Regions from separate parts of the Mus musculus genome. Here region 2 is linked to region 1. A link is a contact called in public HiChIP or PLAC-seq data. All regions are on one chromosome and are shown on one strand. Each heading gives the region's core, a stretch centred on a gene start, on an enhancer-like site or on the middle of the called end of the contact. The rest is flanking DNA. Distances are from core to core; before and after follow the strand shown.

Region 1 (3,275 bases), core at 417-2,916:
TCTGGGATAACACACACACACACACACACACACACACACACACACACACACACACACGGCATTCTTGTCCAATAGTCTTAGATGTCAAGCCCCTCATCCCTTCCTGGTTTGAATGTCTGCTTCCTCTCTCAGCTCTTGCTTGCATCCACAGACACTCCTTTCCTTTATGCTAACTCCGGCCCACTGCTCTTACCTCTCTGCAAACTCCTCCTTTCTTCTACCTTGGAGTTCTCTTCTAATTGCCTCTTGATTCTGATGCCAAATCAGGAAATCACGGGAAGAAAGAATGTATGTGAAAGCAGTATATTTGTCCTCAGAGAGAATAAAATGGAAGCCCTGGGGTGGGGGTGGGGGAACACTTTTTGTCCCAGCCATTTGTCATCTCACAGAGGTGAAGGCAGAGGTCTAAGAAAGTAGGTCATGATAGGCAGGTTTTATTTGGGTGTAGGTGACACTCAGAACCTGGGAACTATCATGGAAAGATGGCCACTGGCTCACGACAACCTTAGGCGCTAACAGTGATCCAGGGTGTACACCGTACCAGGGCTTCTGCAAAACAATCTTATCTTTTCCTCAGAGCAGTGTGTCAGGATGGATTTTATTAGCCTTGTTTTATGGAAGAAGAAATATACGGACCAATTTTCCACCTAAGGATATGCAGTGTTTAATGCATTAAGCTTCAGAACAAGGCCCTGACCCCTAAGTAAGGCCACTTCCACCAAGACAGGACAGGCCACAGGACAGCTGCGTGGACAGATGGAAACTGACAAATGCAGTGTCATCATCTCTCCTGCTCCACCAGCCTGAGCCAGCCTGTCCCCAGACTCTATGACCTTGTTGGCATCCGCCACAATTGGGGCTGCCCCTTGTGAGGTCAGAGTCCTTCCCTGTCTCCTTTGTGGCAAGCGGCCACTCATTCCAAGTTTGCAGGAGTTCAGGACAAGACACTGGAAGGCATTCCCCTCCTGCTTCTCCCCCTCCCCTGATTCTTATGGGAAGGTTCTCAGTTTGCTTGGGGGTAAAGAAGGTTGAAACTCCATTGTTCACTGTGACAGCTTTAAAACAAAACAAGACAAAGAAAGAAAGAGAGAGAAAAACAAAACAAGACAAAGAAAGAAAGAAAGAGAGAGAGAGAGAGAGAGAGAGAGGGAGGAGAGAGAGGGAGGAGAGAGAGGGAGGGAAGGGAAGGGAAGGGAAGGGAAGGGAAGGGAAGGGAAGGGAAGGGAAGGGAAGGGAAGGGAAGGGAAGGGAAGGGAAGGGAAGGGAAGGGAGAGAGAGAAAGAGAGAGAGAGAGAGAGAGAAAAGAAGGCCTCTGTCTTCCCCTACACCTACATACTTTGTAAAGAAAAGAAAAGAAGAGTCGTGTAGTACAGGCGCACTCATACTTTCTACACGAGCCTAGTATAATACAGTTCCATTCCCACCTGCTTTCTCTTTCTCTCTATAGCCTGCCAACAATATTTCTAATTAGGGGCTCACTCTTTCTTCTCAAAATAAGGAACGGTATAAAGCCTCGCATGTTCCACTTTTATGGAAACACACCAGTTCAGGGCATTTAGCATTCTGTTTTCCATACCAAAGTGATCTGGATAAAACCCTGGCTCACTGTATAATTAATGACCCCTTCCTTCCCCATGCTCTCAGGCGTAAGCTGATTACCAGTCTGGGTCAGAGAAAACAGTTCTCTCGTATAGGATTGCACAATTAAATGTGTTGTGAGGAATGTATGCTGTCCTTTGATCCCTCCGTCTGTGCTCCAGTGGGGGGCAGCACGCTGGGCTGGATGGGCAGTTACTGCCTTGGTGTGATCTATCCGCTGGTCCCCCATACATTCTGGAAAATGACCTAAGACCACCTGAAATTCTGATCACAAGAGTCCTTCGCATCCCAGGCAAGGAGAGCAGATGTGCACAAGGGAATAGTCTGGATTCAGCCAACCGAGACAATTTTTAACACCATGTGAAAGTTGATAGTTCTGGGAAAAAATAATAGGGGCGCCCCTCCTGGCTACATTTGCTTTCACTCACAAGTTGCTGAGGTATCATATCTTGTGCAGATGAAAACGTGTGTTTCTGTTTTAAACTTAAGCAAAAAAGAAAGCCCGTGTTCTCTTAAAGCAGAAAGTCTACAGAATACATTTGTTATGTAGGGTGTTAGAATATTAAAGGGAATATGGCTTTCTGTGGATCTTTAAAGTCAGTTAAGTTTTATACCCCATGGCAGAGCTGTCAATAAAACTTTCTGGGTAGTAGATTGCTCTCCTACACGGCACTCACCAGCCACACATGATTGCTAGTCAACTGAAATATGGCGTGTGGGCCTAAGGAACTGAAGTTTCCGTGTAATCACCTTTAACTCATACTTATTTGATTAAATTTGACTTCAACTTAATTAAATTTAAAGAACTACATCTGGCCACTGCTCCTCATATTGGATGGTAGAGTTTTAAACTATAGTATGAACATCTTATGCAATGAGCATATTAATTGAATTTTAGTAAGTCCGGTGGGGCTTTTATTCTTTACTATTTATTGAGTGTATTTTGTCTCTGGAAACCCTTAAGGCCAATGGCAAGTAGAAACTTTCCTGAGCCAAGGGCAGCCATTGGGCCTGTGCTTGCTTTAAAGTCCTGCTGCGGGGTGATATCATTGTGTGCATGGCTTGAACAATCACTGCTATGTGGTTCTTTTACTCAATTCCCACTCAGTACTGATTCATGGAACTATCCTGAAATTGGATGCAGGGAGGAGCTAATTGAGAAGAGCCCTTCTTGAGCATTTCTACCATTTCCATTTTCTTTAGAAAAATCAGTGGTATAACAGAGCCTGAAAGGAATAAAACCAAACCAATTGAACTAGACACAGCTCAGTACTGGGAAGCCCGTCTAGACGCCTGAGGCCCTGGGTTCAATTCCCAGTACTGTAAAGATAAAGAATGCTGCAAGGTGAGTCATTCCTGTTAAGTCCCACACTTTGGAGAGTCGGCCATACGGGCTGTTATGAGTTCAAGACCCACCTTTACTGTGTAGTGTGTTCCAGGCCAGCTTAGACCAAGGAGTAAAGCGGGCTCGAGCACAAAGAGGAGACTCATTTTGCAGCAAAATGAATTAACTTTGTAATTTTCCCTCTTGTTTACTCTGCTCTTAATGCTTTCTCCAGACTACTGCTCTCCTGTCTTGCTTGAGCGGAAAAGTACCTACAATGTATGGATTAGAGACCAGCTGTTCAGCCCACCAGGGTATCACATTACTGTTTTCAGTGGTGCAGACTGAACCC
Region 2 (3,302 bases), core at 9-2,508, 550 kb before region 1:
GTCCTTCCCTGTTGATCATAATAGCTAGCCCTAAAATGTGTGTGTGTGTGAATAGAGTTTAGATAAAATAGTTATGCGATTACCTAATAGCCTCATTATCCTTCATGATACTTCTTTTTGAATTCTCAAGTGTTTTGTAATGCCTCTCAGCCTCCCTCCCCTCCCCCTCCCCTCCCTCTTTCCCTCTTTCTTTCTTACCCTGACATTTCCAGAAGCTAAAGAAATTTAAGAATTGCAGGATCTTGTAAAAGGTACAGGAAAGTACAAACTGTGTTTATTTGTTTTTAAATTTGTTATATAATTTAAAAAAAAAGATTCCCAGTGCAATTTCTTGGTCTATTACCCCTGACAGCTACGATTAATTATATTTTAACCTGTTAAGGGCTCACTTTCTCAAGTATATTAAACTAAGTTTTCTGCAAACACTGAACTCATCTGAGTAGTGGGGATGGGTGTCCAGGCAGACAGGAAGAAAAGCACACTCTTTCTCAGTAGACAGCCTTTCTTTGTCTCCCAGCCCTGGCCTTTGCACCTACACATTGCCTGGCATGACGGGGAGGCCAAGCAGATGGCCTTCGCTGTGGAAGCCAGGGCTCTGGGCCCACGAGATGAAACCTGCATGCTTGGGAAGGCTGAGACAGTCGCCAAGGTTTCATGTGTAATAAAGTACTCGCTGCCTCTCCAGTAATGATATCCTGGGGGCTGCTGTGAGGAGGTTCTTTTCACTAGAAACATACTCGTAGGAATTTAATACTATCTTGCTAAACCCTTTGATTGAATAAGGTTTTAATTTTTTAAAAAAAGAATTCTTCTTACTTTGTAGACTCCAAGATGTGAGCAAGTATGAATTCTTACTCTAGGATCAACATCTCTACTAAGCTCGGGATTCTTTTGCCTTCTTAATCACGCGCTTCAACAAATAAAATATCTTACCGTTGCCTGTCTTTTTTCTTTTTTTTTTTTCCCCCTTTTACAGCCTGCCTGAAATACTCTTCGGTTAAATAATATTTGTTAGGCTTTGATGCAATCAAGTGAAATTTGAGTCTTCGGAGCGATTCAGCCTCGCCTCGTGGAGACCGCACATGTGTGTCAGCTTTGAGTTTTTCTCACCAGTGTTTTACACATGAAATCTATTTTTCCTTGAGAAAATGGAATCTTTGTGTCTTTGTCTGGAAGGCTCGCTGTGCTCAGGCGTGTTCCGGCAGGAGCTGTGACTGCCAAGGCCCTGGGGGAGGGGCCTGGCAGTCATTTGTCAGCTGTCCTGCATCTGTAATTTCTGGCCACTCAGCACTATCAGAGTCTTAGAAACGGGGCCCGAAGGGTGGGGGAAAGAGCTTGTCATTGATGAAAGACAAACCCCAAATAACTGCCTGATGTTGATGACCAAAGGGAAGAGAGAGTATGAAAAACTTTTATTGTGTCCTTTAATGAAAAGGATTTTCATTTGAAATAGCTAATTTATGAAATTGCACATGGTAACATTTCCAGATCTCAGTCTAGAAAGGCCGTGTCCATATTGTGTTACCAATTTCACTGCTTTTACCTTGGCAAGCGCTCCTGAAAGTATTTTAATTTTCTGCCATTGACTTCTGGTTATTTCTGCTCTTGTGCCCTTGTAACAAAACTGACAGCACAATTAAACATCTGCATTTTAAAACTGGGTTTCTCCCCTGACTATTTTGCTTTGCTTCTAAAATTTCCAGATGTTTTGGGTTCTTTATGATTTTAATGTATGCAAATACATTTGCTTATACTTTAGAGAAAATGGAGAGGGAAGAGAGGGAGGGGAGGGAGAAGAGAGAGACAAAGACAGAGACACAGGGAGACTGAGAGAAACAGAGACAAGACAGAGTATATACTAACTTGGATTGAGCAGAAGAAAAGCTTAGTAATAATACATCAAGCAGCAAATCAATATTTTCCCCGTTTGTAGATTTACATTAGAATACATTGTGGTCCTTAGCACTTTACTATTTTATTTGAATTTTGCAACTCAGTTTTGTGACTAGAATTCGGGATTCACACCTCGGTGTCCTCATAACTGGGTAGAGGCATGCTACTCTCTGTCTTTTCATTTCAGGGAGAGATAAGTTGAGGGGTAGGAGAAGAAACAATGTATTTCAAATGAGCATATGGCTTTGTGGAACTTAAGGGGATTGTCAGTATCTTGCCGGAAGTGTTTGAACGTGAGGTATAAGAGTGTCCCTAACATTTTAAGGAAGTCCATTTCCCATAATTAATAACAGGAAACTGGTAAACAGATTCTTGTGTACAAGTGAATCCAAACGGTAACATAAACGAAAGCAAGGAAAGACCCAAACGCACCTCGTTCATTTACTCCCAAGGATTATGTTGTGGTATCCAAGTGGTTCAGGCCAGAAAGACTTAGGAGATGTGTGTTGCCATAATCCTTGGGAGTAAATGAGTACTCATTTTCCATTCCTGACTGTCTAGGACATGTGCTAGGGAGAGTGCAGCCATTTCTTCCATAGTCTAAGGTCTGCAAGGGATCTCAGACAACTGACATAGTTAGTAGAAAAATGGCAAGTAATTATGAAGGAAGACAATGTATTATAAAAATATTATTTTAATATGTTTAGGCCCATTTCTACTGTATCCTATGGGAGATGGTAAGACCTAGTAAGGGAATTTGTGTACATTTAAGGTGTTTGGAGAAGTCGATGAGTAGATTTGTGAGTCTCAAACTAAATGCATCATTAATTAGACAGATAACAGGGCAGGGCGATTGACCCACTTCTGCACAGAGCTCTGGGCTAAGCTCTCTGAGAACTGACAGGTCTTTATCTTCTAATTGTATCAAAAAATGGGGACTGTCTGATCCCAGCGCTGACCTTGAAAGCAGCAAACTGAAGTGATATATTGTGTCCCTGGGTTTTGGGGTTTTGTTTTCTTTCTTTCTTTTTTTTTTTTTCTTTTTTTTTTTCAGAAATGTTGAATTCGATCTCAAAGTTTGAAGTTTCAAAAGCAGAATTAGCTGCTTTATTTATATTGAATTTTTAGAGTGAATCATTTCCTCTCTGAAGGGGAACAAAGGCCTGTAAGAGAAAGGCGATTGCCCTGCAAAGGTTAAACATAAGACACAGCCCAACTAAAAGTGCATCCTTACTTCTGTAAGATGGGGAGAAAAAGAAGGAAAGCTAACCAAGGTGAGGGTCAGTTTCATTTATTAGGTCCATGCAGTGTAAGTGAGAATGCATGCTACCCATGCTATCAGAGCAGACACAGCTCCACGGTACCAGGGAGCTGCAGACATCAGACCAGGCCTTAGTTCCAGAAAGACG

What was found. HiChIP or PLAC-seq counts read pairs in DNA pulled down with a chosen protein or histone mark.
Region 2: a contact with region 1 is called in an H3K4me3 HiChIP or PLAC-seq map of embryonic basal ganglia, with 5 times the contacts expected there. The contact joins two enhancer-like sites. A contact is called at or near these places in 5 of 39 promoter capture datasets (the C10 cell line, cranial neural crest, frontonasal cranial neural crest and 2 more), 1 of 15 datasets of contacts at CTCF or cohesin (large pre-B cells), 1 of 484 Hi-C or Micro-C datasets (nephron progenitors) and 5 of 115 datasets of contacts at active chromatin or transcription factors (differentiating embryonic stem cells, embryonic basal ganglia, embryonic stem cells and 2 more).

The regions. Positions count from the first base shown.
Region 1 is chr1:137,372,387-137,375,661 of GRCm38.p6, reverse strand. No RefSeq gene overlaps it. Among named protein-coding and RNA genes, the nearest start is that of Gm34244, 20 kb to the right of the region's middle. Within about 2 kb of position 1,666, at least 33 of the 459 cell types and tissues checked have an H3K27ac peak or open chromatin away from gene starts, as enhancers often do. A contact at or near this core is called in embryonic basal ganglia, where this site is marked.
Region 2 is chr1:137,926,022-137,929,323 of GRCm38.p6, reverse strand. Gm4258 (a long non-coding RNA gene) reads right to left here. Exons shown (of 3, transcript XR_003948014.1): 2 at 1-3,302. Among named protein-coding and RNA genes, the nearest start is that of Gm4258, 29 kb to the right of the region's middle. Within about 2 kb of position 1,258, at least 141 of the 459 cell types and tissues checked have an H3K27ac peak or open chromatin away from gene starts, as enhancers often do. A contact at or near this core is called in embryonic basal ganglia, where this site is marked.